2 separate regions of the Macaca mulatta genome follow, and region 1 is linked to region 2. The links are chromatin contacts, called in public Hi-C maps. All regions are on one chromosome and are shown on one strand. Each heading gives the region's core, a stretch centred on a gene start, on an enhancer-like site or on the middle of the called end of the contact. The rest is flanking DNA. Distances are from core to core; before and after follow the strand shown.

Region 1 (5,100 bases), core at 214-2,713, 130 kb after region 2:
ATTAGTCACTAAATAAATATTTACTTGCTGGCCCTGAACTCTGTGCTGGGTATTGTGAGGCACAAAAGAAGTACAAGATACTGCCTTTGCCTACTAAGAATTTTATTCATACTTTGACAGCTTTCTGTGTTGAGCCATTAAATGTTTTCTTACACAGAGCTCTCAAACATGTTTAATCTGGTATAATTTACCACTAGGTGGAGGAAAATAATTACAGCTAACATTCATGTAGTTCATCTCTGTATATCCACACTTTACGATAGCGTTTTCACATGATAGACACCCTAACATATGAATGAATGAATGAATGAATGAATATCAGGTGCTAGATTAAAAGCTGTAATTCAGTATCTAATTTAATCCTCTCCACAATTATCATTTAGCTAGTATATTATGCACATTCTATCAGTGAAGAAACTGAGCTTCAAATCACTTTAATTACCTTGCCCAAAGTCATAATCAAAGTGCCAGAATGGGACTGGAATCCAGGTCTAACGCAAGTGCTATAGTGGTGTGAAGGGAAGACTGGTAAGGGCTGGTGTTCGTGGAGAATTTGTTGCTAGATGTGTACTTCTTGTTTAGACTAAGGAAAAGAAATCATTTGCATAAATGTTACTCAGTTCCAGGAGCCAGGTTTCATGCGTGTTAGCATCTAGCATCTGTCCGTCAGTTCCAGAAGCAATCTTACAGTGGTGTGTGTTCATCCTAAATAATACAAAACGGTGCAGAGGAGGAAGGGGGACAGTTTAGGGGAAATCTGACCACCATGCATGATGGAAGTGTTTCTCTTATTCTCCTGCTTTTAGAAAGCCATCTCTGCTTGCTTTTTCAGGGGGTTATTAAGATCCTACTCTCTTGGATACCATGCTCTATTAGGCAGGAGACACAGGCAGAGAGAAGCTCACTTGGCATGAATTAACCAACAGAGAAAACCTTTGCTCAGTGGGAGTAACCTGTCACAACCTGGTTTTCTCTGGCCACATAACCAGTCTTGTCTAGTAGTAATGCCATTACAACATTCCCATTCAGATCCCCATGACCCAGTAATTGTTTTGAGAATGAGTGCAAAGCTATCAGACACCAACTACTATAATTAGAAAAGGAAAAATAGACACTTACCAGAGCTAATGTCTTTAGGCTGGAGCATTTACAGCTTTTTGGGTTTTTTTTGTTTTTTAAGTTATGGAGCCTCTTTCTCAGTTTTGCTTCCTAAAATACAAATTGCATGGTTTAGGGGTTCTTGCATTTCATTTTTGTTACTGCTGTGCACTCTCTTTCCTTTTTTCCCCCCTATTTTAATCGGAGTACAAATTGCTGTCAGCACATCGAGTTCATGTGCCAGCCACATTCAGAACAGGGTGTTCTGTGCTCTTCAAAACAAAATTGCTCTAGGGCAGTAAGAGAACAATAAGTCAGAGCTCCAGTTTAAGTGATGTTTTGCAGCTCGCTTGATGTGGTTACACTCCGATTGCGCAGCTAAGCTTGGGTAATTTGGTTTGGTTTGAGTTTGTGGGGATTTGGAGGACCTCCCTCCCCCTTTAAGTTACATAGTCTTTAAGTCAGGAAAAAAACGTTGTCTCTTTTTAACTTGTTTATTTCTTTCTCTACCAAAAAAGCCCTAAGTAGAAGCATCCTGTATGTACTTTTATTCTCTTTGGGCACGTCATAGATGATTTACTTCCCGTAAATCATGCTGCTTGGGATTAGCAACAGACCTCCTGAGCCCTAGAGGCTGCACTCCCAGTGAGTCATGATGGTTATTATTAAATATTTATTAAGTTAGTATTTGCACTAAAAGATGCCAGGTCAAAAAGCAACCACAGGTCTTCCACAGCCAGAGCTGCCATGGTTTTTGTTTTGTTTTGGCTTTTTTGGTAGCAGTTTTAAAGATAACATTAAAAAGAATAAGTGGAGCTATAGGAACTAGTCACATCTGCATCTGTTACCGCAAGTGGGGCCCCTGACTGTGGCAATCAGCAGTCTTTCGTGGCTCCAAGTAGTATGTGAGTTCTTGTCAGCAGTCTTGTAGAACTTGTCACATCAGTGTTCCAAGTTTAGAAACCAGTTAACCCAGCAATGCCCTTTGCTGCTTGTAGATGTAGAGAATCAATGGGCTGTATTCACCATGAGGCTGTGATACCTCCTTTTACTCTGACATTCCGAATATTATCAGTATTACAAAGTGATGGTTTTGGTTTTTTTATATAAACTGGGGTGTATGTATCTGGATGTGTATCCGTTTAAGATTTTATAGTACTACAGGGTCCAATTTTGAAGGGTTAGATTTACCAGGAAGAAGAAAAAAAAGATTAGTCCACATGTAAAGTAGAAAATATTTATAAGAGCTACCACAAATGTTTACTGTCCTATTACAGCATCAGACACTAGTTCTGTCATTTATTGTCTCTCTGAGAAAGACGAGCTACAATGAATGTTTTGCTTTCTTAATTATGCCTTTGTTACAGTTTGACTTTTTTTTTTGGCACAGTTACTTCATTTATCTTTCCCAACATGTTTATTAGTAGCCAGTCTTTTTCCCTCACTAATGATGGGTTATCACATCTAAAGAGAACTTCTGAGATTGCTTATATAATTTTAATATCAAGTACATACATCAAGCTGAAAAACAGCCTAGGAAACTAACGCACAGGCAGGAATCCTTGCAGAGTCTCTGGATTTCCTGTTTTGAAAACATTCAAACTCGATCAACCAAAAGCCACAACAAATGTACTGATAATTTCCTCCCCCACTAAATGTACTCTCCTTAAGGGAGGAAGATGATACTTCCAACAATAAACTTCAGACAAAAAAAATCTGTCAACTAAGTTGTGAGCTACTAGGACAATAAATCTCTATGCTTGAGACATTCCACAATACGTGAGCTGAAATTTACTTTGCTCAGCAAATCTTTTTTTTTTTTAAATGAAAAATGTTATTAGTCTAAATTTCTTGGGCAGAGTTTTAAATATTTAGAACTCGTAACCTCTTTAGAAACATCCATTTTTACTCCAGTAAAAATATCTTTTTTTTTTTTAATGGAGACAGGGTCTCACTCTGTCACCCAGGCTGGATTGCAGTTCCCGCAATAATAACTCAATGCAGCCTCGAACTCCTAGGTTCAAGCAGTCCTCCCACCTCAGCCTCCTGAGTAGGTGGGACTTACAGGTGTGCGTCACCACCCTCAGCAAATTCAATAAAAATATCTTAAACCTCAGACTCCTTGTAGAACCTCTCTAGTATGCATGTACAGTCATATGCTGCGTAACATTTTGTTTAACAGCAGATTGCACATCGGACAGTGGTCCTATGAAATTATAATTCCTTATTTTTACTCTACTTTCTCAATGTTTAGATATGCAAATACTTATCATCGTGTTACAGTTACCTACCATATTCAGTACAGTAACATGCTATACCGATTTGTAGCCCAGGAGCAATACGCTATACCACTTAGCCTAGGTTATAGTAGGCTGCTCCATCTTGATTTGTGTAAGAACATTCTAAGATGCTCCCACAATGATGAGAATACCTGATGACACATCTCTCAGAATGTATCCCCATCCTTAAGTGAAGCATGACTGTATTTGAAAATTTTAAAGTTGAATTTATTTTTTAAATGTTTTCCAATCCAGAATGAACTTTCAATTTGCCACAAGTTAATTTTATCTAGAGCATTCTAAAAGTAAGTATAACAGAAGGAATTACCAGCATTTATGACTATGGGACATAAACTAAAATGCCGTATGCCAGCTCTACCCAGACACTCCAGCTCTAGCCCTTGTTTGGAGGAGCTGACTCAAGAGTTAGGCCCTTTCTAGTTTGACCCAAGTTTCCTAGACCCCATTTTGTGTCTGCAAGGGGAACACGTCAAGGTGGTATTAATACTGGTGAGTTAAAAAAGGATAGTGAGTACTCACTTCGGCAGTACATATTTGGAACAATACAGAGAAGATTTAGCAAATCAAAAGGAAGAAGAAAAGGTTAGAAAGCTTTAGAGCATAAATGTCCTGTGGACATTCTGGCACCTAGTGTCTACACCATTCCTGTTCATTTTTCAGTTTTTCTCATTTCTCAGACCTGGGCTAGAGGTAATTCAATTAAATGATTAACTGCAGGAATTCGATTTGAAGCTGGTTTCTGGGCTATATTGATATTGAGAGTGATATTACCAGGTCATAGAATCATAGAATTTTAGAGCTTCATTGAGATCATGTAGTTCAAAAGTAGAATGAGTTAGATTTGAATTTTTATTTGGAAGATAATAGTTATCTTATTGGGCATGAAATGAGTATAACAGAACGAGTGATTTTTAGTCTCTCTACAAGTCATTGATCTAAAGTAGATCAGCCAGTGTTAGAAGCATTTTAGGAAATCTCTAATTTTGAATATAGGCTGTTATATTACAGAAGTAGAAATAAAGGGATTTTCTCTTTCTTTTTTTTTTTTTTTTTTTTTTTTTTAGACAGAGTCTCCCTGTGTTGCCCAGGCTGGAGGCTAGAGTGCAGTAGCATGATCTCGGCTCACTGCAACTTCCGCCTCCCAGGCTCAAGTGATTCTCGTGCCTCAGCCTCCCCAGTAGCTGGGATTACAGGCACGTGCTACCACATCTGGCTATTTTTTGTATTTTTAGTAAAGATGGGGTTTTGCCATGTTGGCCAGGCTAGTCTCAAACTCCTGACCTCAGGTGATTCGCCTGCCTCGGCCTCCCAAAGTGCTGGGATTACAGGTGTGAGGCACCGCGCCCAGTCAGGATTTTCTTATGAAATCCAAATTACCATATTGCTTGATGACTGTTATGCTATATTACCAGCCATCCATTTTTCTTATTACATCAAAAACTTAAATAGAAAGAATAAATACCCTTAATATTCAAAGTAGTTGTAAAGTTTCAGAGTATTGTTTTTCCTAGAAATGAAGAGTCTAGGCCAGACGTGGTGGCTCACGCCTGAAATCCCAGCACTTTGGGAGGCTGAGGCAGGTGGATCACCTGAGGGTCAGGAGTTTGAGACCAGCCTGGGCAACGTGGTGAAACCCTAAAAATACGAAACTAACCGGGTGTGGTGGCACACACCTGTAATCCCAGCTACTTCAGAGGCTGAG
Region 2 (5,950 bases), core at 2,298-4,797:
GGCAGAAAACGGCTGCCTGATGGGAGCTGTTATTTAGGTTCCAAGACTACTTTGGTGGCTCTGAGAATAAATTCTTCAAGGCAATGTCCTTGCTCTGCCCTTCTCCAGGGTGGGACCCAGAGTTACTGGCCCCTCCATCCCATGGAGCTGATTCTGCAACCCTCACTTCCTAAGCACATGTAAGGCTCACCTGTTCTTTAAAGACCTGCAAAAAGTGTTCTTTCTTGGCTGCAACCTAACTCCCTCCTGCCACACCTAAGGCCCATTTCTTCTGGTTCTGCCCTCAAATGATTCAGAGAGATTAGAGGCAGAGTTATTCCTAGAGTGACATTTTTACTAGTCCACAGTACAACAAAAAAAGACAATGGAATATCTATTTGTTGGCATAAAGTCCATTGACCATCTTTTCTTGGGAATAATTGTTTTCCTTCTTCTTCTTTTTTTTTTTTTTTTTTCTCTTTTTTGAGACGGGGTCTCACTCTCTCACCCAGGTTGGAGCTCAGTGGTGTGATATTGGTTCACTGCAACCTCTGCCTCCCAGACTCAAGCAATCCTCTGGCCTCAGCCTTCCAAGTAGCTGGGACTACAGGCATGCGCCACCACACCGGGCTAATTTTTTGTATTTTTGGTAGAGACAGGGTTTTGCCATGTTGCCCAGTCTGGTCTCGAACAGCTGAGCTTAGGCAATCCATCCGCCTTGGCCTCCCAAAGTGCTGGAATTACAGGCATGAGCCACCGTGCCTGGCTGGGACTAACAGATTCAGATGATGTCATTCCTATTTTGAGAATTAAAATGTATTTATTAGGTCAGGCGTGGTGGCTCACACTTGTAGTCTCAGCACTTTGGGAGGCTGAGGTGAGTGGATCTCTTGAGCCCAGGAGTTTCGAGCCTGGCCTGGGCTCAAGCAAAACCCCCACTCTACAAAAAATACAAAAATTAGTTCAGCATGGTGGTGCATCTCTGTAGTCCCAGCTACTCTGGAGGCTGAGGCGGCAGGACTGCCTGAACCTGGGAGGCAGAGGTTGCAGTGAGTTGAGATCACACTACTGCACTCCAGCCTGGGTGACAGAGCCAGACTCTGTCTCAAAAAAACAGAAGTATTTTCTTTAATGATGGTGATAATAGATGGTAGGTACGTTCTGTGTGCTCTTAGGGAGCATAAATTAAAAGCTGCAGCTCTTTATGGGAACCTGGCTTTCACTTGTTTTCTTGCTTTTTCTGTCAAATCCAGAAATCTGGAACCACTGGTTAAAGAGAAGTCTGACAGCCAAAATACACACAGCCAGCTGTGAGTTACTTACCTGCCTTACCCAGGAAAAGGACATGGGCTGCTCAAGCACACACCTCTTTGCCATCTATGCCAGCATTTTTACCTTCAAGGCCGATGTTCTCATCATGTTAAGTACATTTGAGTTTAGTAAATAAGTACGGGTTCTAGCCAGGGTTCAAAACCAGTTCAGGGCAGGGCGCGGTGGCTCAAGCCTGTAATCCCAGCACTTTGGGAGTCGGAGACAGGCAGATCACAAGGTCAGAGTGGCCAGCCTGGCCAACATGGGGAAACCGCGTCTCTACTAAAAAATACAAAAATTAGCTGGTGATGTGTACCTGTAATCCCAGCTACTCAGGAGGCTGAGGCAGAACTGCTTGAACCCACGAGGCGGAGGTTGCAGTGAATCGAGATCGCACCACTGCACTCCATCCTGGCAACAGAGGGAGACTCCGTCTCAAAACCAGTTTAGTCACGGATTTAGCTTTGTGGTCTCCTTGTGCCTCATTTTCCCCACCTGTAAAATAGAAACAATAAGACTTACTTCATGGGATTGCGAGGATTAAGTAAAGCACTTGGAACAGTGCCCAGCACACAGAGCTCAACAAATGTTGACTATAATCCTAATTATCTCCGCAGGTTTCACCTGGACAACATGTGGGGTGTGGGCAGGCAGTGAGAACACAGACGGTAGCCCTCAATGCATCCCAGCCTGAAAAGCACATGAGTCAGCCCTTCCTTCCACTTACCCACTACCTCTCACGCTAGTCGTTGTCTTTTTTTTTTTTTTGATACGAGTCTGGCTCTGTCTCCCAGGTTGCAGTGCAGTGGCGCCATCTCGGCTCACTGCAAACTCGGCCTCCCAGGTTCGAGCAATTCTTGTGCCTCAGCTTGCCGAGTAGCTGGAACTACAGGCGTGCACCACCGCGCCTGGTTAATTTTTGTATTTTTAGTGGATTGGATTTCACCATTTCGGCCAGGCTGGTCCCGAACTCCTGCTCTCAGGTGATCTGCCTGCCTCGGCCTCTCAAAGTGCTGGGATTACAGGCATAAACCACCACACCAGACCTCCCTGGTCTTCTTAAAGTGAATCAATCCGAATTCCTGTAATCCATGTAACTGCTTTGAGTGACTCTGGAACCCTCTTTGAAGCCCCCACAAATACCTAAAAGAGGAGCAGGAGCGCTACAACACATTCCCCTAAACTGTGTTTCTAAGAACCATCCAACTACCTGTGGAACCCTAAGGCCCCTTCCTCATCTCTTTACCAATATCCTGGCAATGGTTGTTTGAGCCTAGTTAATGACAGAAGCTCCAGCCAGATGCTGTTGGGGGTCCTCTACGAAAAGACACCGCCATTCCCGAGGGTGATACTGCAGCGGCCCAGTACTTGTGCGCATAGAAGCTAAGGGGAAATTGCCCTACCCTAAACTCCAGTGAAAAGCCCTTTGCAGTCCGACAGGCTTGCATTCACATCCCAGCAGTGTGGGGTTTGGACAAATTCCATAATCTGAGTCTGTTTCCTCTTCTAGAACGCGAGTCTATGAATTCCTGTCTACTGCCTGGAAGTGCCGCTGTCAGGACTGACTAAGATAATGTGTGTACTTTCGGTGCACAGGGGACGCTCAACACGTGCGAGCTTCCCTTGCAGAAAACCAAGAGATGAAAGGCTGGGGGCCGCCCCTGCCTTGACGTGCATCCCATACTCTCCGAGATCATCTCTCCCCAGCTAGCGCTTACTCCTGCCCAGGAACCAGATCCTGGGGCCTCCGGGTAGCTCCGGCTAAGGCGCGGGAAGCAGAGGGGGCCAGCGCCCCCAGAGGAGGAGGTTGGGGGGGAAGGAGGCCGCGCCTTTCCCCGCCCCGGGCCTCCCCCCGTCTTGCTCTCCCTCCCCGGACTACCTCCTCCCCCCGCGCGCATCCGGCGACGGGCACAGGATGTTCTTTCGCTCCCGTCCCCGCTCCGCCCCCGCTCTCACTTTCTCTTCGCTCCCCTCCCCCACTCGCGCCGCGCCCGGCGCCGGCACCTAATTTAACTCTTTCTCTCCCGCGCTCGTTGGCGCCTGTGCGCCTCCTGGGCGGGGGTCCCATCCTTCCCGCCCGCCCCCCAGGACGTGGAGCGAGGGGGCTGACCGGGAAGGGGCGGGCCTGAGCTGAGCGCTGGGCCCAGGTTCTCAGGATCCTTTAGCCCGCAGCTGGTGGAGAGGGCTCACCGGGATCCGGCACTCTAGAACCCCCGCTAGTTCACCCGGGTAAGGGTGGGGGTGGAGATGGGTACCCACACTCGAGACAGCTGCGCGCCCAAGAAAGGCGGCCAGGCGGGCTTAGATGCTGGCCCGGCGGGGGGCGAGTAGGGTCAAGGGCCACCAACCTCATCCTCCCCCCAGGTTCGGATGCGGAGGGGCCCAGGGCACCAGCAGAGGATGGAGAGAGGCCACGCCCCTCGGCGACGTCACTGATGTCAAGGCAACCGGGGGCGGGACGGTGGGCTACTGAAGGGCAGACCTCAGGGAATTGAGGCTGCCGGTGGCTCTGGGACGGGGTGGGGGTGGGGGTGGGGGCGCAGCAGGGGCGGGCTTTTCAATTTGCTTCAGTCAATGATGTCCAAAAAACGGAGTGAGGGTCAGCTTCTGTTCGCTCTTTGATTCAACAGGCATTTATTGAGCGTTATGCTTGGGGCTGTGCTTAGGCACTGGGATATTGCGTGCCATCCGAACCCTGCCAGTTGTTGTGAACTACGGTAGGGTGGCTCTGCGTCCCTGGAACGGACGTAATTATTAACAGTGCCCCTTTTCAAGTTTAAAGTGTCCCAGTATGGGCAGTAGTTAAGGAACACCTTTCTCCCAATTCAGAAAAGGCTCCAACCATACGGGGAAGGAATATAAACTATTGGGTACAACAGGCACTTTCCTGGTGCTTTGTATTCTCTGTAATTTTTGCCCCTCATTCTGCAAAACGAGTGTCACTAGCGGCTTTTACAGACGAAGAAACTGGCTCAGAGAGGTTAAGAGACTTACCCAGGGCCAAACAGCTAAGTGTTGGAACCAGGATCCAGACCCAAGTTTTATGTGCCCTCCAAAGTATTTCGTGCCTGCTTCTCAAAATAAGTAGATGATGTCAAATAAATAAAAGACACTGTCCCTGCCATTAAAAAGCCTACAGCCTATGGGAGAAGAGGTTTAAAATACTGCAGGACATAACTAAGCAATAAAACATAAAAAAGATTAGGTGGGGCACGGTAGCTCACTCCTGTAATCCCAGCACTTTGGGAGGCTGAGGCGGGTGGATCACCTGAGGTCAGGAGTTTGAGACCAGCCTGACCAATATGGTGAAACCCCGTCTCTACTAAAAATGCAAATATTAGCTGGGCGTGGTGGTGTTCAACTGAAGTCCCAGCTACTCGGGAGGCTCAGATAGGAGAATTGCTTGAACTGGGGAGGCAGAGGTTGCAATGAGCCGAGATCGCCCCACTGCACTCCACCCTGGGCGACAGAGCAAGACTCAATCTCAAAAAAAGAAAAAAAAAGGAAAAGATTAAAGGCAGCTCACAGGCTCAGAGGGAAGCCACTAGTTATGCCACTCTCCTTTCCACATTCTGCCCTCCTCTGTGGTTTTGTCTCTTACTGAACAGGGACTCCTAGCAGGCATCTGCCCTCATTCTGCTCTGCACCCAAGGTTTTGCAGTTGGTATTTGCCACAACCTTCCTGATATTAACTTGGATGTCGGCCTCTCCCTTCCCCACCAGCTCCCCACCTCCAGCCACCTAAGATTTTGGGGAAATGAAAAACAGTGGCCCTTCAAAACAAAAGGGCCCCAGTGAGCATTGGGAAGCCAATAGGCTTGATGGGACTGGGGAGACCAAGGCAGGAGAGAGAATTGGAACGGTGGAAAGGGAACACCACCAAATGGATGGGTCACTTGAGGAACATTTGCTGCCCTCCTGCTGTGCAGGAGGCACTGCACTCAACCCTGTGGCCTGGACATGCCATGAGTGAATTCAGGTCCCATCTCACAGAGAATACACAGCTTAGCTAGTGTACTCACTGTGCTTGGTTGAGGAGTCTGAAGTTGATAACATACACAATAAATGATGTTTGAGAAAGATTATTCCAGCAGGGTGTGTAGGAGGAAGGAAAAAGAAAGGACAGTGTAGCAGCTGCTGTGAGAATTTGGGCCAAAGGTGGAATCTATGGGGCTGGAGGGGAAAGGGTGAAGGAGAAAAGTAATGAACAAACAATATATTTTGAAATAAAAGCAACAAAGGGAAGAATTTGATAAGATATCAGACATAAGGATGATGAAGGAGAGAAAGTAGTTAAACATTAATCTACCTTTGCAGTGAGTTTCAGGACTGGGAGGGTCATGGTGGGCAATGGGGAGGAGCTGGTGTGAGGGACATGAATATGAGTTCAGTCACTTCTAGGCCATGTAAGGGCAGGTGTCCCGTAGGTGACTGGACTTGGAGATAGGGAAGTCCAGAAGAGCAGTGGGCTGCTGTCTGAGAGTGTCCCTGTCATAGCCTCGAGCAATCACTGACCTGGGATCACGGACAGATTTCAAGCATCAGGAAGAAGGTGGGAGTAGATGGCAGTGAAGGTGCCTCCCAACTGGGAGATGCAGTGTGCATTGGCTGGGTGAGAGCCTGTGTGGGAAGTGTGATGTATGTATGGGAAGGGGGTCCA

The links. Hi-C and Micro-C count contacts between places; a contact is called where the count stands out from the background.
Region 1: a contact with region 2 is called in a Hi-C map of CD4 T cells, with 6 times the contacts expected there. The contact joins the enhancer-like site here to the promoter of FKBP5 in region 2. A contact is called at or near these places in 6 of 14 Hi-C or Micro-C datasets (CD4 T cells, blood, cortical neurons and 2 more).

The regions. Positions count from the first base shown.
Region 1 is chr4:146,669,813-146,674,912 of T2T-MMU8v2.0, forward strand. The region is part of intron 7 of FKBP5 (FKBP prolyl isomerase 5); the gene reads left to right. Among named protein-coding and RNA genes, the nearest start is that of TULP1, 90 kb to the right of the region's middle. Within about 2 kb of position 1,464, at least 16 of the 40 cell types and tissues checked have an H3K27ac peak or open chromatin away from gene starts, as enhancers often do. A contact at or near this core is called in CD4 T cells, blood and liver, where this site is marked.
Region 2 is chr4:146,534,534-146,540,483 of T2T-MMU8v2.0, forward strand. FKBP5 (FKBP prolyl isomerase 5) reads left to right here and starts at 3,548. Exons shown (of 13, transcript XM_078000277.1): 1 at 3,548-3,617. ARMC12 (armadillo repeat containing 12) reads right to left here and starts at 1,732. Exons shown (of 8, transcript XM_078000291.1): 1 at 987-1,732; 2 at 1-577.